5 separate regions of the Mus musculus genome follow, and regions 1, 2, 4 and 5 are each linked to region 3. The links are chromatin contacts, called in public HiChIP or PLAC-seq and promoter capture Hi-C maps. All regions are on one chromosome and are shown on one strand. The core of a region is the stretch at or near the end of the contact, and the rest is flanking DNA. Distances in the headings are between cores, read along the strand shown.

Evidence for each region. Promoter capture Hi-C pulls out the DNA fragments that hold promoters and counts their contacts. HiChIP or PLAC-seq counts read pairs in DNA pulled down with a chosen protein or histone mark. Capture Hi-C pulls out chosen DNA fragments and counts their contacts.
Region 1: a promoter capture Hi-C map of liver shows a contact between it and region 3. The contact joins the promoter of A630034I12Rik here to the promoter of Fsbp in region 3. A contact is called at or near these places in 3 of 39 promoter capture datasets (the C10 cell line, hematopoietic stem and progenitor cells and pre-B cells), 1 of 115 datasets of contacts at active chromatin or transcription factors (embryonic stem cells) and 2 of 9 other capture datasets (adipose tissue and liver).
Region 2: a contact with region 3 is called in an H3K27ac HiChIP or PLAC-seq map of extraembryonic endoderm stem cells, with 4 times the contacts expected there. The contact joins the enhancer-like site here to the promoter of Fsbp in region 3. A contact is called at or near these places in 12 of 39 promoter capture datasets (the C10 cell line, the HPC-7 cell line, HPC-7-derived erythroid cells and 8 more), 5 of 115 datasets of contacts at active chromatin or transcription factors (differentiating embryonic stem cells, embryonic basal ganglia, epiblast stem cells and 2 more) and 2 of 9 other capture datasets (adipose tissue and liver).
Region 4: a promoter capture Hi-C map of embryonic stem cells shows a contact between it and region 3, with 2.4 times the contacts expected there. The contact joins the promoter of Dpy19l4 here to the promoter of Fsbp in region 3. A contact is called at or near these places in 3 of 39 promoter capture datasets (the C10 cell line, cranial neural crest and embryonic stem cells), 6 of 115 datasets of contacts at active chromatin or transcription factors (the SCID.adh cell line, cardiomyocytes, embryonic stem cells and 2 more) and 2 of 9 other capture datasets (adipose tissue and pancreatic islet).
Region 5: a contact with region 3 is called in a FOXA1 HiChIP or PLAC-seq map of pancreatic cancer cells. The contact joins the enhancer-like site here to the promoter of Fsbp in region 3. A contact is called at or near these places in 2 of 39 promoter capture datasets (the C10 cell line and cranial neural crest), 2 of 115 datasets of contacts at active chromatin or transcription factors (embryonic basal ganglia and pancreatic cancer cells) and 3 of 9 other capture datasets (adipose tissue, embryonic stem cells and liver).

What each region holds. Positions count from the first base shown.
Region 1 is chr4:11,189,463-11,195,063 of GRCm38.p6, reverse strand. It overlaps A630034I12Rik (a long non-coding RNA gene), which reads left to right and starts at 3,834. Exons shown (of 3, transcript XR_001784240.1): 1 at 3,834-3,919. Ccne2 (cyclin E2) reads right to left here and starts at 3,355. Exons shown (of 12, transcript NM_001282943.1): 1 at 3,249-3,355; 2 at 2,347-2,383; 3 at 2,153-2,249; 4 at 2,018-2,071; 5 at 987-1,138; 6 at 1-44. The coding sequence starts at 2,360.
Region 2 is chr4:12,019,512-12,025,242 of GRCm38.p6, reverse strand. No RefSeq gene overlaps it. Among named protein-coding and RNA genes, the nearest start is that of Gm46844, 8.4 kb to the right of the region's middle. Within about 2 kb of position 4,227, at least 9 of the 459 cell types and tissues checked have an H3K27ac peak or open chromatin away from gene starts, as enhancers often do. A contact at or near this core is called in extraembryonic endoderm stem cells, where this site is marked.
Region 3 is chr4:11,577,276-11,582,764 of GRCm38.p6, reverse strand. Fsbp (fibrinogen silencer binding protein) reads right to left here and starts at 3,103. Exons shown (of 2, transcript NM_001256142.1): 1 at 2,658-3,103. The coding sequence starts at 3,031. The region is part of intron 3 of Rad54b (RAD54 homolog B (S. cerevisiae)); the gene reads right to left.
Region 4 is chr4:11,320,470-11,326,035 of GRCm38.p6, reverse strand. It overlaps Dpy19l4 (dpy-19-like 4 (C. elegans)), which reads left to right and starts at 3,899. Exons shown (of 19, transcript NM_001081201.2): 1 at 3,899-4,036. The coding sequence starts at 4,021.
Region 5 is chr4:11,986,298-11,992,363 of GRCm38.p6, reverse strand. The region is part of intron 4 of 1700123M08Rik (RIKEN cDNA 1700123M08 gene); the gene reads right to left. Among named protein-coding and RNA genes, the nearest start is that of Gm52722, 5.9 kb to the left of the region's middle. Within about 2 kb of position 1,628, at least 163 of the 459 cell types and tissues checked have an H3K27ac peak or open chromatin away from gene starts, as enhancers often do. A contact at or near this core is called in adipose tissue and pancreatic cancer cells, where this site is marked.

The DNA.
Region 1 (5,601 bases), core at 2,585-5,084, 390 kb after region 3:
CCTTTTGTAACATGTTTTGCCAAACCTCCTGTGAACATGCCCAGCTGCATGGGGAAGGGGGTAAGGAGAGGAAACACATAATTTATAGTTGTGACCTATACAAGTTTTGTTTAGAGTAGCATAAACACAAGTTTCAAATATCCAACTCCAACTTGCAATTACTGGATTTCCACCTTGTTGGTAAATCTCAGGAATGCTACATAATCCTTTTTTTTTTTTTTTATAATTTGTAAAAGTTATGGTTTAAAATAACTTTGGTTTTTTGAAACAAGGAGTCCTGGATATCCTGGAACTCTGTTGACCAAGCTGCCCTTGAACTCAGAGATCTGCCTGTTTCTGCCTCCTGAGTGCTAGGCACGTATCATTATCACCCAGTAAGATAAAAATAAATATATGTGTATGTAAAAATAAGTATATGATCACAGTGATAATTAAGTTTCAACATTTGAAAATATAGCAGCATCATTTATAATGATTTTTAAGGTGGAACAAAGTATCAGGCACAGAGATAGTTTGTCTGCCTCCATTAATTTGCTTATTCAAGTCAAATGTCAATTACTATATGAATATTTTCTATAAGCTCTACTTCTTAATCATATCACAACTGATAGTAAACTTGGTAAGGAGTAAGTAGAGTTGTCAATTGAAACTACTGTTCATTTAAAAATGTTCTAATTTTAACTAGGCAAATTTAAGCTACATTTTAAAAAGTAGTTCAGTTCTGCTATGTCTAGAAACATTTACCAAGCAAGTTAAGTAAAACCCAAGTTTGGGTTTTAAGTATATCACTTGCTATCATTTGCAAATATCTCATGTAGAATGATACATGCTTACTTTCAGTAAGTGAAGCACTAAAAGACAAACAAACCCCCCCCCCAAAATCAAGTTTCCATATTTTATATTAAAGTCAAAAGAAAATACCTGGCATTGCTTTAATTCTACCACTTTTAATGTTTAGCATAAAGTTACTAAAAAATTTTCTTTACCTTAAATCTGGCAGAGGTGAGGGATTAATAAAAAGATTTTTAAATCTGTAATTTGTAAATCTAGAGAAGTCACTTGTTCCTATTTCTTTATGGGGTGTTTCAATGATAATGCAAGGGCTGATTCCTCCAGACAGTACAGGTGGCCAACAATTCTGTCATTTCAAAACAGAAAGAGAAAAACTTGTTAGTGCATTAAGAAACCTTGGCTTTTGTTCTACAATTTCAAATGATAGCCAATTTGATGTTCGTATTTTATTTTTGTTTTGTGTTTTGTTTTTTTCGAGACAGGGTTTCTCTGTGTATCCCTGGCTGTCCTGGAACTCACTCTGTAGACCAGGCTGGCCTCTGCCTCCCAAGTGCTGGGATTAAAGGCATGCGCCACCACGCCCAGCCCTGTATTTTATTTTTAAAGCCATATAATTCATATTAGTCTTCTTAAGTTAGATAACGAAGCCTGGTAATACAAGGTAATACAATACTTAATGTACTGAAATAATAACATGCATTTTAATGTAAAGTGAAATAATTTTAAGACTAGTTCTCTGAATCTAGAAATTCTAGCAAGGATACTTTTTTAAAAAATAGCTCTTTTTAACGTGTTTTCTAATACTTGAATGTGAAAACATCAAAAAATTTAGTCAAGTGGAATCACTTAGAGAATCTTTTTGAAAGAATTACCATCTCCAAGTAAACACATAGGAAGGGATCCCAAAGCCGGGTTGCCAAACTGACAGTGATCTCACATCCTTTTTATGCCACTCATTAGCTATTAGGGCCCTCCACTGTAGTCTGAAAATGAACAAAGAGCAGTATATAGGCAGACCTAGTATACCAGCCAGCTCCAAAAGGGAGGGATTTACCAAAGGGAACCAGCTGCTTCTAAGCCATCTACACTGCAGCTGTAGGACTCAGGCTTATATGAACCTCCTTCAAGTTCACCTCTAAAGTATCAGAATCTTCCCACTATAAGGCAATAACACATGATTCCACTCTTATTCTTCCCCAGCCCACCCTGTCCAGTTCTGCATTACCCTAATCTCATACTGATGCTTCTTGGTGATCTCCTCTTTTCTTTTTTTGACATCCTGAAGAATAGAAAAGAACATGTAAACTAAGGTTTCAGCAAGGAATATTTTTCCCTTTCTCCCTCTTTTTCCTTAAATCACCTGTGCTGTTTTTCTCTTCTTGGCCTGAATTATCTGGGTTTCTTGCGGAGAGTCTGGCTGGTTGGGCTGGGCATGTTGCTTAGCTTGTAAACGGCTACTGTGATGAATTGTAGAAAGGAAGCTTAATTAGTACGTCATATATTTCAAAAGCAGCAGCTAATTTTGAAACATGTCTCCAAGACTAACACTGTTACCTGCGTCTTGACATTCTCTTCAAGGACTATGAAACCTCTAAATAGGGGAGAAGAAAAACAAAATCAAGAACATAGTCATCCATAATCTTCAAGTTCCAAATTAAAACTGATTCAGAAGTTACCAACTAACGTTACTAGAAGGTGGCCTAAACCTTTAAAAATAAAACACTGCACTATTTTCTGAAATACACTCGCTATCTCAGTAATTTTACATTCATGCTTTCATTTCCTTAACTGTACACTGGGAACGCGAGTGCGTTCAGGAATTTGCAAAGTCCCCTAGCACCCTTAGATGATCATCTGGGCCATTCATGCACTCCCCAGGACAACCAGGGTGGGAAAGGCACGTCCTGGCCTCGGCCGCCAGGCGCCTGGACGAGCCTCCAAGAGCGGGCTGTGGAGAAGCCGGTTCCGCGCCAATTTGGAGAGCGGCTGTGGCGGGGAAGCAGGGGGTGGAGGGAACCTTCTGGTGTCACGTCCTCCAGGCTCCTTTCCCTCCTTCCCAGCCCCACCCGGCGGGCAGTGTCGCTTGCAGGGGTGACGGGACCCCAATTCCAGAAGAGCAGAAGGAAAGGGGGGGGGGAATTAAAGGAGAAAACCGTGCTTAAGAATCTCTCCGTGAAGTGATCCCACCTTAATCCTCTCGCGCGGGAGACCTTCCCCAAGTGAGGATGGACAGAGAAGCTCCCAGAGAAGCTTTGCCGTGGCCTCTCATTTGGGGACACACTCCATCCCCTGCCTCTGCTTGGCCTCCTGACAAGAATCCTGACAGGGACCAACCTCGGGAACCCCTGAATTCCAGTCTCCTACTTCTTGTCCCACCCCCGCCCCCCATTTTTCCTCTCCCATGGCTCCCGCCAGACGTGGTTCCCTTAGCTCCCGCATGCCCCTGTCCCCAATACCTCCTCACCGCCAGACCCTCCACAGCTCGGCTCAGCTGGCGCCGGCGCCAACTCAATATATAGGCCGGGCCCGGACCGCCCCGCACGCATGCGCCGCAGACTGACACCTCGGCCGGCGCCTTCCCCTCCCCCACCCGCGCCCGCCCAGCTCGCCCGCGCGCGCCGCGCCCTGCCCTCAGTGCGCGCGGACGGGCTGGCGGGCGGGCGGGCGCCGAGTGGCCGTACGGCTGCCCTCCTGGACCGTGCTCCTCCGCCCCTCTCGGCGCTTCACCTGCGCGCGCCGCGGCTGCACGGCTCAGAGGCTCCTCCCCCATGCTGGTTGCCCACCACAGGCTCCCGCACGCCTTCCAGTTCGCGCCGGGCCCCCTCACGGTGGCTCTTAGATCTCGGAGTGTCAGGCTACGGTTCGGCTCCGCGTTTTGGCAGAGGCCTTGGGAGGGCTGGGGTGGGGAACCCCAAGTCTCCTCAGAGGCACGGGGAGCGGGAGCCTAGGGCCCACCCCTCCGGGAGGAGCCGGCCAATGGCAGGAGAGGACGGCAGCACAACGTGGAGCGGCCGCAGAATGTAAACACGCCGGAGCGCGCCGCCCGCCACGTGCGGAGCCGGAGCCATCCGCCGGGCGACGAGCGGGCGGCGGCGCACAGGAAGGTGCCTCAGCGCGGCCGGACGAGGTACGTGGGAGCCTTGTCCCCGCGCGCCGCCGAGCGGCCACTCCGCTCTTGCCTACGGCTCCCTCCCAGAGCCCGCGCGGGAAATATTGGCGCCGCGCGCTGCCTTTCTCCTCAGACGCCTGTTCCGGGCGCTGACCACCTCTCGGGACTCCAGCGGGCGCCCTCCCCGTCCGCACGCACGAGCGCCGAGGCTCTGGGGACCTGGCCGGAGAGCAGGACGGTCCGCACCACGTGCGCGCCCGGGCCGCGCCGCGCCGCGCCGCGCCCCGCCCCGGCCCTGCCCGGCAGCCAGCGCGCCCTGCGGAGCCCGCGCGAACTGCCTGCGCGGGAGCGCCTCCCGCCTGCGAGCGCTGCCGGGACGTGGCGGGCCGCCCCGCGCCGCTCCTAAGCCCCGGGCTCCGACTACCTCTCGGCGCCCTGCGCACCCTCAGGCCGGGCTTGCGGGTGACACGGCACACACAGTCCCGTGGCGCGACGCCGCTTGGGGAACAAAGACCACCCCCAGGCCGCGGAAGCGCAGGAAGGGCTCCCGCAGGCCGGCGGTCCCGCGCTTAGCCATCCTGGTCCGGAGTGAGCCGGTGCGAGGGCGCCAAGGACAGCGGCCGCGCGGCCCGGCCCTTCCCGAGATGCACCTGGAGGCCTCCGGCCGCGGTGGGCCTTTTGTGCCACGCTGTGGTTAAGAGCCCAGGAAGGCCCTCGTCACACTTCCCGGGTCTTCGCATGGTCCTTCACACCGGCTAAAGCTTACTTTCCCAGCTTTACACGTAGACAGGATCAGAGGAGACCCAGTGCCTTGTCTAGGCCTAAGGAGCGTTCACCCAACCCATAATTGCTTATCAAGACTGGGGGGGGGGGGGGGAGTTACCTCCCTTTGCTGGAGCTGTCGTCTTGTACAGCTTGAGATCTAACCCGTTATGGCAAGAAAGCAGAGGTGTGTTATCTGAGTGGAAGTAAAACTGATGGCCTACAGCCCCGCTCCATAGTGACTTCAAGACCAGCCTAGATTATGTGAGACACTGTCCTAAAAGTGCCAACTGGTGGCCTATGTAGGTGAACTTGGCCAGGATACACTGAAAACGAGGGCTGTCGTTTACATGGGATTGGTCTTAAGTATCATAAGTCCAACCGCATAAGTTAGTGTACGTACGTCATTAAAAATGTACTGTGGGCATATCTAAGTATTACGTGAACAGAGTAGCCATAGGAAAAGCAAAATTAGAATGATTGAATCAACGAAAACTAAGATAGCAAGCTGGCAGTGGTGGTGCACACCTTTAAGATCAGAACTCAGATGGCAGAAGCAAGGGACCTCTTAAGTTTGAGGCCAGCCTCTGCTATAGAGTGAGTTCCAGGACAGCCAAGGCTAGGCAGCAAAACCCTGTCTTGAAAAACCAAAAATAAATTAAAAAGTAAAACAAGGTACTTACAAGCCTTTATACATTCAGAATGGGAAGTATGGTATGTTTTCACATGTAGAACCTACAGCTCAGTGGTAGAGCACTTGGCCTATCATGGGTTTGATCCTCAGCACTTGGAAGGCGAGACATGAAATAGGGGACTATTTGTAAAGTAGATAGTGGGAGGCAAATATGATCAAACTTTTATGCAGGCATAAAATGTTAAAATGAAACCTTTCTATATAGCTAATACATACTGATAAACATCAAATTTGAAAATGTACA
Region 2 (5,731 bases), core at 2,978-5,477, 440 kb before region 3:
CCTTTGTCAGGGCACAGGCGATGCCTGCTTAGGCTGCTCACACTATTACATCTCTAGCATGAGAACCGTATGCAGTAAGGCTTTATATAAGATTAATTTGATATTACCCAATTAACTGATTTTGATAGATTTTTATGCCACATATTTTCCTATGGGGATAAGGAGTGTATGAGAGGGGTTTTGTCTATGTGCTACTGTATAATATGTAAATCCAGTGCCTAGAAGTCTATCACCTTTCTTTCTTTCTTTCTTTCTTTCTTTCTTTCTTTCTTTCTTTCTTTCTTTCTTTCTTTCTTTCTTTTTTTTCTCGAGACAGGGTTTCTCTGTGTAGCGCTGGCTGTCCTGGAACTCACTTTGTAGACCAGGCTGGCCTCGAACTCAGAAATCCGCCTGACTCTGCCTCCCAAGTGCTGGGATTAAAGGCATGCGCCACCACACCCGGCTCTATCACTTTCTTAAAGAGTTTCAGTCCACAGCTTGCCTGTCTGTGGATGGGTGTGTGTGTGTGTGTGTGTGTGTGTGTGTGTGTGTGTGTGTGTGTTGGTTTTTATAGTAAAAGGTTACTATGCCCTTTTTCTGTTTCCTGCATCTCTCATTCAAATATATACACACAGTGCATAAATATCTCTTCATGAAAATATTAAACATTTTCTCAAACTATCTTTCAATGCTGTATCTTTTCCTTGTTTGCTACTCTAAACTCTTTAATTATTTGTTTACATCCCAACCACAGTTTCCCCTCCTTCCTTTCCTCCTAGTCCCTCCCCTCCCATCTCCCTTTTCCCCCAACCTTTCATTTCTCTTCAGAAAAGGGAGGCCTCCCACGGATATCAACCAAACATGGCATATCAAGTTGCAGTAAAACAAGACACCTCCTCTCGTATTAAGGCGATTGAGGCAACCAGACTAAGGAAAAGGTTCCCAAAGACAGGCAAAAGAGTCAGAAAAGAAGGAGTAGCACATGAAGACCGAGCTACACAGCTCTAACATATATATGCAGAGGGCCTAGGTCAGTCTCGTGCAGGCTCCATGATTGTCAGTTCAGCCTCTGTGAGCTCCTATGGACCCAGGTTAGTTGATTCTGTAGGTTTTCTTGTGGTGTCCTTAGCCCCTCTGGCTCCTACAATCCTTCCTGCCTGGCTTCTACAGGATTCTCCAAGCTCCTCTTACTGTTTGTCTGTGGGTCTCTGCATCTGTTTCCATCCGCTGCTAGATGAAACCTCTCTGATGCCAAATGCACCGGGCACCAACCTATTAATATAGCAGAACATCATTAGGAAACTCTTACTGTATACTAACCATTTAAAAGAGCAGTACAGTCCATGAGAATAAGATCTCTATGGTGCATTTACACGTTGTTCTCAGAAGGTGGCACAAGAGAGTCTCCTTGGGCTCCTGGAAAGGCCTACTCTGATGCATCTAGAAGCCCCTCTCCCCGGCCTCCTTTCTCAACTTCTGCCTTTTTATCCCTTGTTATCTCCCTCATTTTCTCTCCTTCCAAGTTCCTCTTCAGACCTGTGGCTCAAATTATGAGATTTCCCATTAATTCTGGTTTGTCCTATAATGGAGCTGGGGAAAGGAAGCAGGAAAGTGGTTCTTCCTAAAATGACCCTTCCCCCATAAGTGTTTGCATATCTCCTCTATTGTGTACCAAGGCACACCCTATTTAGAGAGCAGTAACCCCAAATATGTGATATGTGTTGCCCTTTATTTAAGAAATGCTAATTTGTTTAATTCATAAACTAACACACACACTCTCTCTCCCTCTCTCTCTTTCTCTCTCTCTCTCTCTCTCTCTCTGTGTGTGTGTGTGTGTGTGTGTGTGTGTGTGTGTGTGTGTGTGCGCGCGCACGCAAGCATGCACTTGCATGAATATTGTATGGTATTAGCATGCACATATGTACCTATGTGTGGAGGCTAGTGTCTTCCTCAGTCACTTCCCACCATGTTTTTATGACAGTCTGGGAACTCACTGAGCAATCCCAGGCAGGTTTACAAGCCCCATGGGCCTTGTCTCCTCGGGGCTGGGATTACAGTCACACGATGCCACATTGGCTTCTTATGTGCATGCTCAGCGTCTGAGCTCAGTCCTTATGCTTGCCTCCCAAGCACTTTATCAACTGAGCCATCTTCCCAGTCTCCAATCCACAAGCATTTGATGAGTTTATTTCCTTTAATAAAGTCTGAGAATGACCATTTAGCTAAAACTTTATACTTATATCAATTATATACGAATTGAAAAGGCATATGCATTTTAAAAGATATATTTTTAAGCAGAACAACCTCCTTATCCAGTATTATTAAATGTCGTCGTATTCTACAGAGCCAACTGCTGAAGAGGATAATGGCTGAGGCAGCATATGGATTGGCCAAGCTATCTTCCAGCCTGTGATTTTCTCAGTAACTGGAGACTTGAATCCTCAGAACTACACTTAGCTTCTATTTCTCCTTCTCTTTTCCAATTATTAAACTGAAAACTATTTTTCCACAGTACTTACAGCTTTTGACAGAATTTGTTTCAATCTTCTGGTTTGAGCAGAAATGAGAATTCTTCAAATAGGTACTGAGCATGCCACCACACATTAGCCAGCAGAGACACCCAAAGTGATACTTTTAGATTTCGGACTTGAGCCTTGAAGAAGCTCTTCGCAGGATCCAGCTCATTCTGTTTGAGTGCTTCCTCCCTGGTCCCATTTACTCATAGTGCAGAAAAGCTTATTACAAAGAATTTCTTTGGGTTTTTCCAATTTACCATATACTAATTACAAACCATTTTTTCACTTAATGTATTACATTTTATGTTGTATAGTATACATTCTTTATTGTTATAATAAACTTTATTCCATAGTTGGAAAAAAAAGATGTATTTTAAGTCAGATGACACATACTACCAAATAGCTTTCTGTAAAGTTTGTACCAAATGACATCCCAAACAATAATGTCCAGTAGTGTCCCTCACCATCAAGAATAACTTGTCTAGTAGACTGTAGTATCTCACTGAGGTAATAATGTATATTTCCCTAAAGTATATGTCTTTAAGTAATAGGGAAGTGAGAAGTGGTTTGATCTTGTATATTTTAATAATGAATAATTTCAAAGTGTATATTTCTCTTAGTAAAATAATAATAACATTTTAAAATCCTTTAGACTAATTCTGAGATCATCATAGACTAGGAGACACCAAGGTCTTAAATTCAGTCTTAGAACCACAGGCCACAGATATTCACAAGTAAAAAGAGACACGATCACTTAAGTATCTTTATTATTTTATAGCCAAAAATACTTAAGGTCTAGTTATTAAGGGAAATGTATTCCATGAGAGCCATGGTAGTAGAATCAAACAGAAAATGAGGTTTATCTTATAGTCTTATGTGTCTTCAACTTAATCACTATTTTGTAATATATGCTTTGTAATAGGTGGCACAACACTATCACACACACACAAACACATTCACACACTCACAGACACACTGACTTAAATACAAACACAGACAGAGAACATCAGAAAAGATTTTGTTCAGGGAACTAATACACAAAAGTAGGAGATTAATATTAACGAACAACTTCGGTAAGATGCAGAGCATTAATTCTGAGAATATATAAATGAAGTGAAATGAATAAAAGATGTTGATAACATTCAAGTTTATAGAAATGGCATACAATGGAAAAGGGTAAGAAAAAAGTCTTTCATGGGTGAGATGATAAGATGCTTTCACATTCTGAAGAAAACTCACACAGAGTCATCGCTATCTGCTCTTCCCGTTTATCTGAACCTGGCTGTGTAATGGGAGAGGAAGTGCATGTGCCACGGAGTTCCTCCCTGTGGCCTTGAGAACTGACAGAGTCAGTGGACCCAGGGGCACCAGGTTGAGATGAAGCAATATATTCCATCAATGATCACTCAATACAGCTTATTCTAAACCAGGTTCTATGGAAGATCTACTACCATCAAGGACAAGGTCTCTACCTCCTGGAAAAGTTCATCTATCAGACAAGAAAGACAAGTAACAGCAGGATGATATGAGCTGTGACCATCTCATCAGAACCATTGTTGATCAGTCCTTGGGTATTGTCAGCGCCGAAAAAGCTAGGAGTAGAGTGAGGTCAGATGCCAGAGAAAGCAAGCAACAACTTTGCCTGGGGACACAATCCTGGCTTGGGGCTGAGGTCTGATAACTGTCCCTAGATAGAGTGAGTGAGGCAGCAGGGCTGGCTGGCAAGCTGGAGCAAGAAAGAGCCTCAAGGACAAATGTGAAGTCAGAAGTGGGAGGAGTCAGGGAGAGTCAATGCAAAGACATGATAAAGGTGAAAGAACCAGACTAGAAGAGTTTGTAGAAGAACAATTCGAATCTGTTATGAGAAGGGATGTTCTTTTTTTTTTTTTTTTTTTTTTTTTTTTTTTTTTTTCGAGACAGGGTTTCTCTGTATAGCCCTGGCTGTCCTGGAACTCACTTTGTAGACCAGGCTGGCCTCGAACTCAGAAATCCACCTGCCTCTGCCTCCCAAGTGCTGGGATTAAAGGCGTGCACCACCACGCCCTGTGAGAAGGGATGTTCTTGAAGACTTATTGACCAGTCCCAGAAAAAATTTCATGCTGATCTTAAGGACTTTATTATCTAACCATGTATCTAACTAAAGAGGCAGATACTTATGGTGCTGTGGGAAAGAGTTGGTCATCAACTGATATTTCTAAGGCTTCATAGAGAAAGGAACAGCTTGGGTTCTGGTCTGCCTCTGGATAGAAGAGGAAAGGGACATGGTGTAAGATGAGCCTTCTGGCTAGGGATACTGTTGCTGTGATGAAACAGCAGGGTGACTAAAAGCAGCTTGAGGAGGAAAGGGTTTATTTAACTTATACATCTTGAGTCTATTGAGGAATGTCAAGGCAAGAATTCAAACCAGCAGGCAGGAGCTGATGCAGAGGTGATGAAGGACTGCTGCTTACTGGCTTGCTCCTCATGGCCTGCTCAGCCTGCTTTGTCTGTTTGCTTGTTTGTTTGTTTGCTTTAAAGATATATATATATATATATATATATATATATATATATATATATATACTGTTGCTGACTTCAGACACACCAGAAGAGGGCATTGGATTCCATTACAGATGGTTGTGAGCCACCATGTGTTTGTTAGGAATTGAACTCAAGTCCTCTGAAAGAGCAGTCAGTGCTCTTAACCACTGAGCCACTTCTCCAGCCTGAGCCTGCTCTTATTATAGAGCCCAGGACCACCAGCACAGGTATGGCACGCCTCTCACATCAATCACTAATGAGAAAATGTGCTACCACAATGGTTCTCAACCTTCCAAATGCTGCAACCCTTTAATACAGTTCCTCAGGTTGTAGCAATCCCAACTACAAGATTATTTTGTTACTACTTCATGACTGTAATTTTGCTACTGTTATAAGTTGTAGTGAAAATGTCTGGTATACAGGATATCTGATATGCAACCCCCAGAGGGATAGAGACTCACAGGCTGAAAACTGCTGCCCTACAGGCTTGTCTTACAGCCCAACCTTATTTTTTCAATTGAGTTTCTATCCTCTCAGATGACTTAAAATAGCCAGCACAATGAGACTGTTAAATTGTTACCAACATCCAACAGTACAGAGCATTTCTGCATCGTGTGCATTCTCTTGTTAAGGCCCAGGACGACACCAGGGGGTACAGTGCATTGATAGCTTTACTCTGCAGATTAAGAAGCTGAGGCCGAGAGAGCTCGCATAAC
Region 3 (5,489 bases), core at 1,854-4,353:
AGAATTATTTCATTGCTATTTCAGAACTGTGATGTTGCTACTGTTATGAATTGTAATATAAATATCAGATATGTGACCCCCAAAGGAGTCATGACCTACAGGTTGAGAACCTCTCATCTAGACTAAGTCTGGAACCAGAAAAGGTTAAAACTATAAATAAAAATTGTTTTAAATTATCTTCATAATTTTTACTGCAAATAGCATGTAGCATATAAATATAGGCATTATACTCCCATACTACTTAAAAATATGCTTATACCTCGATTATTCATTCCATTTTGGTGAAACATTCTAAGTAGTAAAACATAACATTAGAAAGAATATCTCAAAAAAGATAAACAGAAGTAAAAATTTCTACAAACTAAAACTATAAATAAATTTAGAGGATCAAAAAGATTATAAAACATAAACTACTATCTAGTTTTTGAGACATAAAATTTTTTGAAAGGGGGCTGGAGAGATGGCTCAGTGGTTAAGAACATCGACTGCTTTTCCAGAGTTCCTGAGTTCAATTCCCAGCAACCACATGATGGTTCATAACCATCTATAATGGGATCCAATGCCCTCTTCTGAAGTGTCTGAAGACAGCTACAGTGGACTCACATAAATAAAATAAATATAATTTTTAAAAATCATTCTAAGTTGTAAAGTTAGAAAATATTAAAATAGATATTTTTTTAAAATATATAACGTGCAGGAAAATTTCCTAGTAGAGTGTCTAATCAAGTTAATAGTAATATTTGTATAAAAATATAATCAAATAGATTTTAAAACTTCTGGGGATAATTAGGATTTGAGATTCTCTCAGCTAAATAAATACATAGCTGAGATAAATAAATAAATTTATTAAATGAATGAGCTAGCAAAAAATATCAATGTAGATACTAATATAAGTGGCATTTTTTTTATATTCTTCCTTTTTAAAACCTAATAAAGAGTGCTATTTCAACAACAGATCTAGAAATATACAAATCAGCTAGCTCATTTCTACCAGAGAAATGTTGGTGTGTCAAAAGCTTGTGTGTGTGTGTATGTGTGTGAGTATGTGTGTGTGTGTGTGTCTCACAGAGAGAAACAGAGAAGCAGAGAGAGAGATGTTGATCAGAATTAAGCAGGTACCTACTCATGTGCTCTTCTGTATTCACTGTATATTTTAAATGTCATCAACTAAAATCACAGTATCTATGTATCATTTCCAAATTACAAAAATCTAAATTTAATACCCAAAAGGTATAGTTTTATACCAGTAAAACAAAAGTCATTTCTCTTCAGGCTATTTTTGAAAAGAGCAAAATTTAAAACAAGTAGTCCAGTGTCAAACGCTTTTACTGTGGAGATTACCCATCCAATAGATTACCCAATAGAATCTCATTGCCATCACAGTGAAAATTTCTCGCAGTGGTCGAAAGAATTAACCCCCTGCACAGCCATGTCCTGAATTCCCAGATGCAGTGCTTTTTTAAAAAAAAAAAAAATCACATAAAAATAAGCAGTATAGGGTAAAACACTAAAAAATATCTTTTAATGTTACCAAAACAACAGACAGTTTCAGCTAAAATGTTTTCTCCCCTAACTTCAAAAAGTCCCACAGGTAGTCAGCAATTTTGCTTATCTAACGCCTCTCCTAGAGCAGCAAAGCACTTGAGTCTTTGTTTGAAAGGGCCTTCAACTAATAGAGCTTGCAGTTTGTGTAAAGTACCCTAAGTCAGTCAGTAGAAAGGAAAGGAGCTGCCATTTTTATCTTATGTCAAGAATTAAATTTAAATTGATCACAGGTAACAGCTTTTAAAATTTTTAGGCAAACAATCATACCTAACGCAAACTGTTTTCAATCCCTATTTCAGTTGCCCTTATTAAATGTGAGTCTTATAAGTTACAGAGGGCAGTATGAGAAAGTTTACCTTCCCTATGAGCCAATGTCAGAGTGGAACTAGACCATTAGCCAATTACACTTTACTCTGTTATGTAACTGGAACCCCTTAGCTAGCTATTAAGCTCCTTTCGTCAATGTGTCTGTCTTACCAACTTCAAACACACTAGAGAAACAAAACAGTCTTCACTTAGAATCAATCATGTTATCTATCAAGGAAGTTTTGTTACTTTAGTGCATATTCAGGAAATATACACAGTAATAATTCATAAAAAAACAAAGTCCCCATTTGCTCCCAAAACTACTAACTTCATATAACTTTTATGTAAAAAAATTTTTTTTTAATTTCAATGACATGTAATCTTTAAAAAGAATAATTTCTCACAGAAGCAAGTAATCTAATTTTAAGGCTTACAAGTTTATGAGATATAATCAAAGTATATAATAAATGTGTAAAAATGTCATAGTAAAACCCATTACTTTATACACTCTACGCTATGAAGGCTTTAAAGTTCACTTAGTGATGTCACAGCTTCATCCCATCAATTCTGCCTTAACTTTTACTTGTGGAATCGGCAGGATGGAGGGAAAGCAGCTGCAAGCTGTCCTAACAGAGAACTCCTCAGAGCTTTACTTTTTTTTTTTTTTTTTAAGAAAGCAAAACAAAGACACTGTTCACGGCTCCCCTTGTGGGGACGCTCGCTATGCACATGTCTAGCACAGCTAAGCCAGAGCCCAAGAGATAGGAGGCGCCATAATTCCCACAACAAAATAAAATAAGGCTTACCTCTGTATGTGGCTCCTGTCTCTTATGAGGCCGAAGCTGGCAATCTGGGGAATCATTTCCATGACTTGCTTGGTGGGCTCCGAAACACTGCTTTTAAACTCAGACTGGGCCTCCTTTTGCTGCAATAGCTCCTGTTTGGCATATTCTTTGAGCCTTTTGTAAAGGCTGCGTAGGCCCTGAGCTGTGCGAGGAGGGCGGTCTACTCCAATCGCATTATAGTTAACTGCTATGACATCCCAACATCTATTCTTTTCCACTATTACTGAATTTTTATTAGTGTGCTCTTCGAGAATTTTCACATATGGCTTCACAAGGTTTAGCAAATCAAGCTTTTCAGATAAGGTAAAATTGGAAGATCTAGCCTTTCCTACCATTGTTCTTTTGGAATTAAGTAGGCCGTTTCTGAAACCACCATGCAGCCTTCAGCTCTGCTCAGCTCTTTTCACAAACAGAAAGATCAGGCTTAACTAGGCTAGCCTCATTTAGGCCCACGCCTACAGGGGAGGGCTTATTAAAATTCCTCCAGCTTAAGCTGACTTACGCAGGTTCAGGAAAGCCGCTTAAGCCAAGCCTGACCTACATAAAGCTAGCTTCTCACAGAAGGCAGGAGAGCACAAGCAAAACACACTTGTGTATACAGGGAGCAGCTCCAGATAGGATTTAATGCACAAAGGTCTGGAGATAAGCAGGAACCACAGCTTAAAATGAGCTAATTTAGTGAGAATATCACATTTCCACGCATGTATGCTGGCAGAGGGGCTGAAACAGCACCGCAGTCACTTTAATAAAAACAAAAGAGGAACTGTTCTGTGTTATTTGTTTACAAATCTAGTAGACCGAAAAACACAAGACACCAGGCAGGGGTGAACGTGGCGGTTCCTGACAAAGCTCTAATCACTGCCTCTGAGCTGGGTGTTCTCCCTTACAGACTCTGCATACTGCTGGTCCTGCTGTCAATCAGGAATTGCATAGCCTCTAGCTAGTTAGGTTACACCAGCTCAGACTGCAGGAAAGCTAAGCTTCCTCGTCGTCTCCAGCGGATAGTATCCTCTGCATAATTGTGTTATTCAAGGACAAGTGTTTACTGAATACTAGATATAAAACCCAGATAAAAATATTCGCTATTACTCTACCTGTATCGTACGTAAATATGCTATCCTGCTTTATCATGTGTAAAAATTAATGGTGAGAAATGGCATGATCATGTACAAACAAAATCGTGTTTCTATTAAAGCAATGTCTTGTTTATCTTAATCACACCACATGGACTATGAAAAGGAACACCTAATCTAGCTATGAGTTTTCCTGTTTAATGCTAGTCTGAAGCACGTGATCATCATGAAAACAAAGCAAGCTCATTTCCTCCCGGTGTGCTTGTCCAGATAGGGGATTACCTGGAACGGATGAAAGACGTGAGGTGCAGCAAGTGCTTAACACGTTCAAGGCCCCAGCTTTAATCTCCAGCGCCTCAAAACTAAAGAAATAGTAAAGAAAACGCAACTTGAACATGTTTGATTCAGGCAAAGACCGGCAAGACAGCTCATCTGGTGAAAGCATGCTGCCAAGGCCCACAGCCTGCCCTTGATCCCTAGGCTCACATGGTGGAAGGCAAAACCAACTCCCAAAGCCGCGGCCGCATGCAACTAAGCAAGTGCTGTTTAGGAGGTAAGAGCAACTCTGTACAACAGTTAAGCAAACCTACACCAATGGTCCTGACCACAGCTCAAGACCCCAAATATAAAGGTGCATCTAGACACAGCCGCTTGGTAGAAAGCAGGAGTGCACAGAAATGCTACAAAGATGTCTCCTGGTGCAGGAGGTCTTTATGATTGCTGGCCACATGCTGGACCCCTGATCTACAACTCAGCCCCTAAAGTTATTTACTTTGTTTTCATTTCTTTAACCAAGAAGCAAACTAAACTTACTGAATCCTCACTTTGTTGGAGCTGTTTGCTATTGATTTGAGACAGTCTCCCTGTATAGCTCAAATTCTCAATGTAGCCCAGGCTAGCCTCCAACTCATGATTACCCTGAGTACTAGACAATAAACATGTACAAACAGGATCAATGAGCCTAGCAAAATGCTGCAAGCTTTAAATGTATTATCTCTTCAAAAAGTAAAACGAACATGTGGAAATCCTTTTGGGGTACCGCTTGGCAGGAGTCTGACATTGGCCAAGGACAAGGAAACGGGCTTCAGGCAGGAATCTGATACTAGGGCATAATAAGGAAGTAAATTTCCACAAGAATCTAACTTTAGGCTGTAAAAGGGGAGTAGGTTAAGGCAGGAATTTTAGTCTTAGGGTGGAACTAGGCTTCAGGCAAGATTTTGGGCTTGGACGAGGAAGTGGGCTCAAGTATTTTGGTCATTATGACAAGCCCTTTTTAACAACTAACTTGGGAGTAATCACTTCACTTGCTGCTTTGTTAGTAGTTCCTTATGGTGCTGCTTGCCGAAAATACTTGCATGTAATTAAAATGGTATAAAAAGTGGGTTAGAAAATAAAAATTTGCCTTCAGTCTCAGAATAGACTGGGGTCACACTACAATGTTGTCTAACTGTCTTTTTTCTTTTTAATCCTCACTCCTGTACTGGAGAACCTGTTGACTGACTGAGCAGGCCTGGACACAAACAAACAAAGGAATAGAAGCTGGGTGTAGTGCTTACATGCCCAGGGATGCGGAGAGCACAAGTTCAAGGCTAAACTGGGCTATATATAACAAGACCTTGCATCAAGAGACAACATGGGCTACTGAAACGACTCAGACAATAACGTACCTGTCATTCAAGCATGAAAACCAGAGTTCAGCTCCCCACCACCCAAATAAGCA
Region 4 (5,566 bases), core at 2,650-5,149, 260 kb after region 3:
TATTATTGGCAATTATGCTAACTAAGCCAATTAAAAGTATATGAGTCCCTTTATTAGCCAGCAACCAAGAGTGGCTCACGCCTAAGAGTCTCTTGGTTCCCAAGCTCAGGGGTACAGTGTTTCCATTAATTTATTTTTGTTTTATTTTTATTTACTTCATTTTTAGTTTTGGTCTTTCAAGACAGAGTTTCTCTGCATAGCCCTGGCTGTAATAGAGCTGACTCTGTAGACCAGGCTGGCCTTGAGCTCAAAGATTCGTTTGCCTCTGCCTCTCAAGTGCTGGGATTTAAGATATGTGCCACCACTGCCCAGCATGGGGTACAGTATTTTTAAAGACCAAAACCATAATTACATGTGCTTGTGCAGGTACGTCAGTGAGGGTCTTGGGGTGGCCCAGTAATGTCTGCTTTCTTGCAGAGCTTCACAGTGTTTCCAGACAACATGACAATTATTTTTGCTTACACTCCCTTTTTATTATTTTAGATGTATATTTTACATCCATTATTTTTGTTAGTACATATGGACCACAGTCAGGGTCATGAACAGTTCCAGCATGTTGCCAAGGAAGTCGGGCTATTGTGGAGTAGAAGGGCGAGATATAAGACAGAGTTAGGACAAGATAGCGTTACCTTAGTCAGCTTTAGCAGCAAGTTCGTTAACTCCCTGAGCCATCTATTTGTCCTTTTTTCCCTTTGTAAAATATTTATTTAGAGACAGGGTCCCATTGTAGCCCAGAGAAACCTTGACCACACAATGTAGCTGGGATTGGTCTTGAGGTCCTTATCGTCTTACCTCTACCTCCTAGGTGCTGTAAGTACAGGCAGGTACTGCTATGCCTGTACCACCTAAGAAAGTTTTGATGCTAGACTGCTTGGTGTTTATATTTTAGTACCAATATTTTTGAATTTTGTTTTACATAACCAGCTAAAAATATCTTTCTAGAAGAGTTTTGAGTGACAAAAATCTGTATTTTAATAAGTTTCAAGGTTTTTAGTATATCCATCTCAAAATATCCTTTCCCATGGACCTGAGCGATGGTGCAGTTGTTTTGAGCACTTTGTGCTGGTGCAGAACGTGCAGGAGTGGTTCTCAGTATTCCTGTGTTGGCTTGCAGTTGTCCATAGCTGCTTCCAGGGGATCTAATACTCTCTTGTGTCTGCCTCAGGCACCAGGGACACACATGCATGCAAAACATTTATATACATAAAAGAAATCTAAAAATGTTTTTAAAATATTTTAATAAAACATATGCTTAATTTCTTATTTTTTATTTTACTTTTAATGAATATAGGTTTTTGCCTTCGTGCTTGGTGTCTGTGGAAGCCAGAATCTTCTGAGGTACTCCTTCAACTTCACTTCTGTCATATTTTAAAAGAAAAGTTCAGAAAACTGGGTGTAACGGCACATGAGTATATGAATGAGTCTTTGCCTCAAAAATAAAGGAAACATGTCAGAACTAGTGACAACTGAGACAAAACTAGCTGTTGAGTCAAGCAACAGTCTTCAGCACAGCACAGTGTGTCCTGCCAGTTTTAAAACCTGGTCACAGTTGATGGTTCCTGGTATTAACAACTTTGCCCAAGACCTTTGAGCACGTGTTAATCTCAAAGATGGAAAGAGAAGGACCACAGACTCAATTCATCATGGCCAAATTAATTAAGGCAAGCAAATAATTATTTCTTTTTTATGTGCATTGTTAATTTGACTTCATGTTTGTCTGGGAGAGGAGTTGGATCCCTGGAACTAGGGTTACAGACAGTTGTAAGCTGCCATGTGGTTGCTGGGAGTTGAACACGGGTCCTCTGGAAGAGCAGCCAGTGCTCTTAACTGCTGAGCCATCTCTCCAGCCCTTGCAAGCAAATAGTTAAAGGAAGATTTTTAAATTCATGTACACAGACCTCTTACCAAGATGTGGCTCAAGAGTTTAGCATTGAATATGAGGAAGACAAAGCTTTTTATAGTTCAGAAGTAGGGGTTTTTCAAATGGGGGATTTAGCAAGCAAAATAGGTGGGGTTACAGGAGCAGAACATCATAGCAAGCTTTTCCTAAGGGCATCCTGAAACAAAGACATGGTTGCAAGGTGAGCATAAAACTGGTAGTTATAACAAGGTAGCCATGACAACCCTTATGAAACGGAAGTAGGGTTGCAAGATGGTTAAAAAAAAAATTGAAACAAAGACATAATTATCATTCCTGGAACAGGCAGTACAAAACCATTTGTAGTTAAGGTCACAGGTTTTATGTGGAGCATAGCCTGATCCTTGAAAAACAAGTTTAATCATAAAGAGGAATGAACCTAATTTGTCATTACTGTGAGACGGCTTTTAAGCCAAAGAGGCTGATTCTTCCAAACCCACCAGAGGTCTCCTAAATGTCTAGTTTTCCCATTTCAGTTAGGCTGGGCCTTTCTGGGTTCTGTCACAGCTTCTAGTCTCAGCTAGACATCCTGTCTCAACTAGATATCCTGTCTCAGCTAGACATCCTGTGCTGGGCCTCTCCAAACCCTAGACATGAACCTAGTGTTGTGGAACATCCTTGTGGTTCCTTGGCTGTGTTGTGCAACCTAAGTGTTGAAACCCTGCCAATGGGAGCTCAAGCGCTGGGCCTCTAATTTTCTCAGCCTCCAGTATCACCAGGGTATACTCTGAGTCCAAGGCAAGGCAGAAAAAGAACTGGTGGCTCTGGCTGAACTCCCAATTAACCAGAAACAAGTGCTCTAACCCCCCCCCCCCCGTCCCTCCTGAATGTAGGATTGGACCCCCAATATCACTAGATCAGGATCCCACAGAATCAGAACAGATCCAGAAACCAGGCATTATAGGAAAAAAAATTAGGAGTTTCTGTGAATTACTATAGGAGGCCTACATAAGAAAGGAAGGAAAGAAGGAAGGAAGGAAAGAAGGAAGGAAGGAAAGAAGGAAGGAAGAAAGAAAAAGAAAGAAAGAAAGAAAGAAAGAAAGAAAGAGAAAGAAAGACAGACAGACAGCTATCCTTTTTTTGAAGTGGCTGTTCACTCATGCTTTTGGGCCAACTGAAGGCGTGCCACAGTGTTCTCAGTATGAGTCATGCACTGCACAACAAAATTAAACTGCATTCTATTGTTATGAAATAATCTCTATACATTCCTCATAGCAGACTATAAAGTACTATTGTGCTTTCTTCCAGAATATTGACATGAGCAAACATTTTGTTCAAGGCAGTTTTCGTGATTGACACGTTGCTCTCTCTTGTGTTTCCTTTTTTATATGATAATAACTTAATTTGCTTATGTAGCTGAGGTTGGCCTTGATAATGAACCTCCTTCCTCTACTTGTCACGGTCTGGGATTACAATAGGGAATAACCTGGTACAAACTTTTTTGTAGCCGCCAAGTGTCTACTAAACCAAACTGTGTATCACTCTTGCCATTGCAGCAGTAGGGAACCTGAGGCAAGTTGAGAGCAGCCTTGGCCATATAGAGAGATCCAGTCTCAAAAACAAACAAGCAAACAAACAAACATCTACTAATCCAAAGGACCTGCCTAGAACGTCTTGCCTGGCTTTGAAATCATCGTAACAAGTCCAGGACTCGTTGCTCTGCAGTTGAAACTCCGTTTTCTGTTTGAAAAATCGGCCGGACATAGGGACTGGATCTGGCCTACAGTCTATGACTTTCTGAGACGGATCCCAGCGTCACGAAAAGCTTGCTCTGGCTCCTGCTTTCCTGTGAGGCTCAGCAAGGAGCGAGGGCGGCGGCGGGGACTCGCTCCTCCCAGGAGCATTGCCATCCCGTGGCCATCGTGGGCATGGCTGAGGCGCTCTAGCGAAACGCTCCGGCCGGGCCCCGCTCCCTGCACTCTGGTTCCCGGAGCGCCTTGGAGGGACCCAGTTGGCGGAGACACCAGAGGGGGGCGGGTCAGGAAGTGGGGGCGCGGCAGCCGGGAGCTGGCCGGGGCGGCCGCGGGGTTTGGATACTCGGAGGTTTGGGAGACTCCGGGCTGCTCGGGAGCCGTAGGGCCACTCGGGTCTCCGCGGAGACGATGGCAAAGGAAGAAGGTGAAGGCTCCGGCGTGTAGCGCGCCAACTGCCGCGGCGGGCTCGGGAGAGGGGCCGGGCCTGACTGCTGGCTGCGGGCCGCGGGGAGCAGGGCGGGCGGGGGCGCGCGCCCCCGAGTTTGCAGTGGAACCGGGCGCGAGCCGAGAAAATGGCCCAAAGTTTCGTCTCCCGAAATAGGACGCAGAAGTGGAACTTAAAGTCAGGAGTCTCGGAAAGGAAGCTGTTGTTGGGTGGCGGGGCTGCGGGTCCGGAGTTGCTCCGCAGTGGAAAGCAGGACGAGCTTGGGTGGGTTCTGGTCCAGGCTGGAAGCTTTGGGTGCAGAATGGGAGGGATCGCACCCCTCGCGGGAAACTGAGGCTGGGATCTGGGATGGACGCGCAGAACCTGACGGAGTTCACTTGTGCTCTAATGGATAACAAATGCCAAAGGGCAGGGGCATGTAAGTGGTTTTAGGGGAGGAGGAGGTCAGTTTTAGGGTTAAAACTAATGGACTGGAGAGAGCTCTGCACGCTCCTCAGGGTCAGTGCCAAGGGAATTTATTGTTTAGCCAGCAATATTTATCCATAGAGGATTTGGACAGTGAGCAAAAGATAGGAAGCGGCAAAAAACTTAGCAGTGTACGATACATAGTGTAAAAAAGTATTGGTGGCATAGTAACTTCATGGGATGTGTATGCACGATTGAGCTCTTGGACTTCATTCGCTCGGATGAACAGTTACATGTTTCATTCTGCTGGAAAGCAGTTTTTATCTTACTGAGTGGAGTTGTGAATGCGACCGTTAGTTATCTGGTTTAGATTTAAGCCGTTGAACCAAGGAGACAAGAAGGGAGTTTGAAGAATTCAATGGAAAGCCATTTTTCAAAAGACTATTAGAAGTACATGCTGACTGGGACTAGATGTCCTGTCCCTGAGGTCATGATTCAGCCATTCCTCCTCTTCCTGCAGCTCTTCGTGTTAAATTTCATGCACATTTAAGATACTACCTAAAACCAGCCTCAAAACAGGTTGCTGGTAAGGAAGAATGTAATTCCTCTTTTTTCTTTAGCTATAGCTATATCTGTGTTTGCAATGTGTTATCATTTGACAAAGATTTTTTTTAAACTTTATTTTTGTGATTAGTTACAAATCTGTGTGGGTAGGTTGATAAACCAGTTTGTCTTTGTGAGCACATTAATACTTAACACAGGAGAAAAATCGCACAGTGCCACTAAAACTTGATATTGTAAATATGCAGAAATTGCATTTAAGATGGAATTATTATACTTAATAACTATGATGTGGACCTTTTTAAAAGGCTATATCATTTTGTAAAAGTAGTTGACTATAAACTGTTAAATGATTTTTGGTTATAGAATTACAGGTAATCTAAAAACATGTGTTTTATTCAGGACAATTACTGGGTGGCAGTTTTATTAAAATAATGGGTCCTTTCAACAAATATTTAATTCCTTGGCTAAGTCTCTATTCTTTTGGGTGCTGGGATATAATAGTCAACAAAGTATAAATATTTATTGTAATGATGTTTGTGA
Region 5 (6,066 bases), core at 379-2,878, 410 kb before region 3:
GTCTCCAAATTGGGTGCAACTCTTCTGCCTGTTGACTCTGACTTAGTTCTGAGCTTATACTATCCATTCTCTTGGTACTCTGGCCTTTGGCTGCACCACTGAGTCTCCTGGGTCTGGAACAGCAGTCTCCAACATCAGAAGACATGAACACATTACCATTCTGTCTCCTTGTACTTCAGGATAACCCTCATGCACTGGAGTAAACTAATGCCGCCTCCTGTCTAGCTAAGTTGCCTTTCCAACAAGTATCTAGGCAGACCAGGAACTCCCTTGAGACCCTTCTAGTCCCTGCTTCTCCATGATCCACAATCCGTATCTTAGAACTACAGACCTTTTGAAATTTGCATTCAGCATCTGGTTTGACTTTCTTCTTTTTCTTAGTCCCCTCTTTACCACTATCACCATGCTAAAGACACCCCATCCCTCAGACATTTGTACCTCTTGCACCAACCATCTCCATTCTCTGCTGTGCCCTTCCCCATTCTCTCTCTGGCTGGATAAGTGCTAGCAAGCATTTGAAATCCATCTTAAGTGTCACTTCATCAACATGTCCATCCCCAAAGTTATACAGCCCCAGTTATGCTCCATTCTGTATGAAAGAGTGTTCTCCATTGTGGCAGGAATGAATCTTTTCATGGCACCTATTTCTATCACTAGATAGAAGGCTTCACAGTTTCAGCTTTGGACCCCAGGGATCTAGCAAATAAGAGGAATTCGGGCCCTGAGTGCTGGAATTCTGAATATAAGTAGGAACATGAAGGTGTGGTAAAAAGATGCAAGGCACAAAGGAAACAGATTGAAGCTGTACTACATCCCCCAAGGCAGACTTCTCTTTAGATGTTGTCCTACTTAGGGTTTTACTGATATGATAAAATATGATGACCAAATGCAATTTGGGGAAGGAACGTGTCTATTGTATCACAGTCCATCACTGAGAGAAGTCAGGGCAGGAACCTAGAAGCAGAAAGTAAATAAAGCAGAGGCCATGAAGGAATGGGCCTTGCTGAGGCCCACCTGTCCAGGGATGGTGTCACCCTTACTGGGCTACTCCTCAGCAATCTAACCAATGTCCCACAGATTTGCCTCAAAGTCAGTCTAATGGATACATTTTCTCAACTGAGGTTCCTTCTTCTCAGATGACCCTGGGTTGTATCAAGTCAACAAAAACTAAGCAGCAGAGATGTCTTGTTTAGTAAACATGTTGTCTTTCCTAGCAACCATATACACTGTGGCCTTGTTTTCATAAAATTTATTTTTGTAAAAGTTCTTATCAGTTTCTAACTGGGCTTTGTTGTGTGACTTTTCCTCGTGAGAGGTCTGCAATGTTCATTCATTCCAGATACGGTGCCAATGAGTGATCAAAGAAAGGATTTTACCAAGGTCTATGTTGACCCAGTCAGTTTATTGGGGTTATCCACAGGGGTAGGGGTGGCACACAAGCAGCCACAGCATTGAAAAGATCACCCCAGCATGGGTGATGACTCAGGAAAAGTGTATCCCTGAGAGCCCCCTGCCCAACATGCTGCAGCTGCACTGAAAAAAAGAGTCTTACAGGCCTCCACCCAGCCCTCACCCCACCCCAGCAATATCAACTTGGGAAGGAGTCTCACAAATCTTGTAACTTTCCAAGCCTTCCGCGTCCTCTGAGCCACTCCCCATTTCCTCCAGGAAGGGAAGTTTCAATCTGGAGGAAACAGTTACACTGAAAGGCCTGAAGAGCCTTGCGTGATTTCATACTGGAGAAAGTTCCAGAACATACGTATTCTGCCTGGTACTTCTAGGTTCATTGATTCCCATGATATCAGTATCCATTGATGGCATGGTTTAATGTGAAATTAACATTTTAAACAGGATAGAAGTTCAAGAGAATATTCTCTGCTCTTTTTTTTCAATGATGACTAAACACACACTCAGGGTTTTGAAAGTCAAGCTCTGTAGCTCATACAGTGTGAAAACCATAGAGTAGTTAGTCATGTTTTGTAATGAAGCTTGGCAAAATCTAATGCGAAGATTAAAAGGGAAAACAGATTTATTTTTGGCAGTTGACAGTTTAGGCCTGGTGAGTTTCTTATCCTGACTCCTATTAAGCAAGAGGAGAAAACACCTAAATATAGGATCTTAAGAATGAAACTCCAGAGGGGATAACAAAAGTTGGTTTCATTATGTTAAAAGCAATGCAAAGACCAGAAAAGAAAGTGCTTGACACCATTAGACCGTACAGGCAGTTGGCCTTGATGTTTTGCTGCTGAGCAACTGGGGAAATGAGTTATTTCCACTGTGGCCCAAAGCTGCAGGTTTCTCCTATGACTCATCCATTAAAAAGCTTGGTATGAGGAAGGGCTTTGAAGCCTTGTGGCCTCTCTCTGTTAACCCATCGGTGTAAAGCCAGGCTGGACTTCAGCAGGAGTTTTGTGGGTCAGTTTTATTGGGACACTCTGAGGTTTGAGGTCAAGTGATTTCATCCTTCATTTTAAAAAATACATAATTGCAATTTTGTATGTACACATGGATAGCCACAACACCTTCAGACCAATTCTTATTCTCCATTCTGCAGGCTAATGTAAACATGACCACCTTAACTTTGGGGAACAGTGAACACAGACTTTTCTTTTTCTCCTCTGAGTTAAATGAAGAGATATATGCAAACTGCCTAGCTCAATGCCTCACACATACTCCTTGTTCCCACAGTAGCAGCTAATGAAGGTGTGCTGTTATTAGCATTAATGATATGCGTTGGGTAGATAGCTGGCTAGAAGTCAGAGACCCAGTATGCAAAGTGGCTCAATGAGTCTTTATGCAAAGACTTGGCTTATGCCATTGTAAACCTGTGTTTACTCACCTATTACTTAATCTACTTTCACTTCCTTCCAACTTTCTAACTTCAGCCCTTTTAACCCCGTGAACGTAGTGATCAACACAGGGGGTGCTCATAGCTCCATGCCCCAGGCTTCTTCATTGCTCCTGACATTGTCTTCAGCCAGAGCAGGTCTTATGTCTGGCCTTCTGTGAAGCAAGAAGAGCTCTGAAATGGTTGGCTCTGTGTGGCTGCATAAATGCTTTGCAAAGCCACAACCCAAAAGATGTTTGCTGCAATGTTTTCCAAATCCAGGGACAGCCTGACTAAAAAGTCTTTTAGTAAAAGCTTGTTCTCAGATAAAACTCAAATTTGTCTGAGTCAGTAACAAGAGATACTATTTCATTTTCAGTGAGAAAGATGGCAACTTTGTCCCATAAACCCGATGGAATTTAATCATTTCAACTTGGGAATAGAAAACTTTTACTTGAAAAAATAAAACTGCCCACACTAGCTTTAGATAAGGGGCAGACGATGAGGACAGTATAATTTCTGCCCCTTGCATCTAGATGGCTTGTTCCCCTTCAAAGCCTTCGTCAGACATTTTGCTAAGTCTTCCCACAACTGTGGCACAGGCAGGTGGGGCAGCTCCCAGAATACAGCCATTGCTTAAAGAAGAAAGCTGGTCTCCAGAGGTCATGTGACTCTTGCTTGGGTCAAACTAACTTATTATCTTATGCACACCACCAGACATGTGACTCCCATGCTCTCTAGGCTCCCACACACCTCCCAATCCTTGGGATATATCTGAACAGCAGCGACTCTGCCTTCTCCATTAGTTGCCTTGGAAGCTAGCAAAATATTTTGGCATTTTCATGTGATAAAAGTAAAAGAAGTTTACAAAAAAAAAATTGCAACTTCTCAAGAAGGGCTGCTTGCTAAAGGGTGAGGGGAGGGAAGACTCTATCAAGAGATTCTATATAACCCTCATCAGCTGAGCACTTTCAAGGGGGTTGTTCCATGATAAGCATTCCACTATGAAAAAGGTCCCTGGAAAGGGTCATGCCCAAATAAAAAGCACTACCTCTCAGAACATTTCATGGAGACATTTATTTGATTAAACGAATGCTACAAGAGATGCAGGTCTGTGAATCAGAAAAAAGGGCATCTTTGGCTCATGGCATAGATTGTATTCAGTCCTCTCTGCTGTTAGGAAATGTGTCATATGTGTTTCTTGCTTGGGCTGGGGAAGAAAGGACCTCCTGTGGAGGGTTCTGACTAAGGTCTCTTGAGACATTGAGTAGGCTTACCTACCACAGTGACAAGGAAATACAGACAGACAATGTTTGCCTAGATAACCACAGGGGTCCCATCTCGAAGACCAGAAATATCTTTTCCTTCTCCCAGGATGCCGCCGCTGAGCATGCCCAGAATTTCCTTTTGCTTCCAGCAGGTGCTAAGTCCCCTCTCTCAATATATATATTTCCCAAAATAAAATCACTTTGTCATGTGCCAGTCTAAACACATAACCTGTACACACACACACACACACACACACACACACACACACACACCGAGAGAGAGAGAGAGAGAGAGAGAGAGAGAGCGCTACATTGAAATCAAACAGTTCTACTAGACCCCAGGAAATGTGGCAGGCAGTGAGGTCTGGAACCAACAAAATGAGGCTGAGCTTTGCCTAGGAAGGCACACACATATAAGGATACTCCTAGCAGGAGCAGGCCTAATAGAGCCCTAAAGATGTGGAGGAATGTGGCTCCAAAAGTTCTTATAAAGATCAGGGTCACTTCAGTCCAGCATAGAAGAAAGTCCTCAGTCTGGAGTTTTCCCCCTACTGTTTCTCTCAGTCCCACTGTGCAGTGTCTGGTTAACTAAAATCTACAAACATACAAAAGAGAAGCCTACAGACAAACAGTGAGTGATACATTGCTGTTAGAGTCCCAGACGAAACTAAAGGGAGCAATAACCTCCACTCAGCAAGCACTGCAGTTGCCAGGAGCAGCCCTGTGCGTGTCTCTGCAGCTCTGTCAGGCAGGTCTTTACTATTCCCATTTCATAACTGGGTAAGTTGGCTCAAATAGAGATGAGTAACTAAATGTGTGAGGAGAAAACCAGGCAGCAAACCTAGATCCCTGCCAAGCTCCGCTGACTCTAGGCACTCAAAGAAGGGGAGAGTCTTGGGAGAGAGAGAGAGAGAGAGAGAGAGAGAGAGAGAGAGAGAGAGAGAGAGAGAGAGAGAGAGAGGGAGAGGGAGAGGGAGAGAGAGAGAGAGAGGGAGAGAGAGAGAGAGAGCTGCAACTAGAGTTGAGCTCACCCCATTGTGTTCCAGCACACTCTGCAGTTTCTTACTGGTGGTCTCCCTGCCTAGCCTGTGAGACATTGGAAATCACAGAAGACAAACTTGCAGAGGAAGGAAATGAAAGGATTCCTAGGGAAGTTTGTACTAACACACACACACACACACACACACACACACACACACACACACACACACACACTGTACCTCTGGTGTCCTCCCCTCTGTTGACCATGAAGTAGAGGACAAGATCTCCTTGCAGGTCAACATCTACTGCAAGTGCTGCCCAGAATAGACTTGACTGCTCATCACTTCATCAAATTACAGTAGCCTATTCCAATCTCTGTCCATCACCTGCCTAGCCACACCTCGGCTCCACCCCACTCTCCTCTTTCTTCCTCTCCTGACCTCTCTGTGGATTAGCTCCCTGGGCTGGCTCAGTTTGTACTTCCCAAACAAGAATCCCATCTCCTCCCTAGCACTCTGCGAAGTCCCCTTTGGTTTCCTCCTCGGATCTTCGCAGGACATACTGTGCCTGCTGTCTTTCAGGTTGTTAAGAACGAATGTCAAATTCGGACGGCTGACACCAGGAGAGCAGCTGTCATGTCCTGGGTACACAGAGGACTCCTCCTAGCCTCTAAGGCTTGCACTCATTCCCAGTGCTACTGCCTGGGTTGGCACTCAGCTTCCTGAGTCTCACTTTTGTTATTTGCATGATAACTACAATAATGTCTTCCTCAAAGTGTTGGGAGAAGTTAAGGAGATAATGGTATACAACACTTAGCAGATGGCCATTATTGAAAAAGTCCTAGCTATTATTACTATCATTGTTATGATGTGACTTGTTACTCAGCACTGCCATGACACAGATCTTCCCTTGTTTTCTGCCCCCTACAACACCATTTATAGGCTTTTTTTTTTTTTTAACAAAATAGAGATTGCCTGGGTAACCTTTACA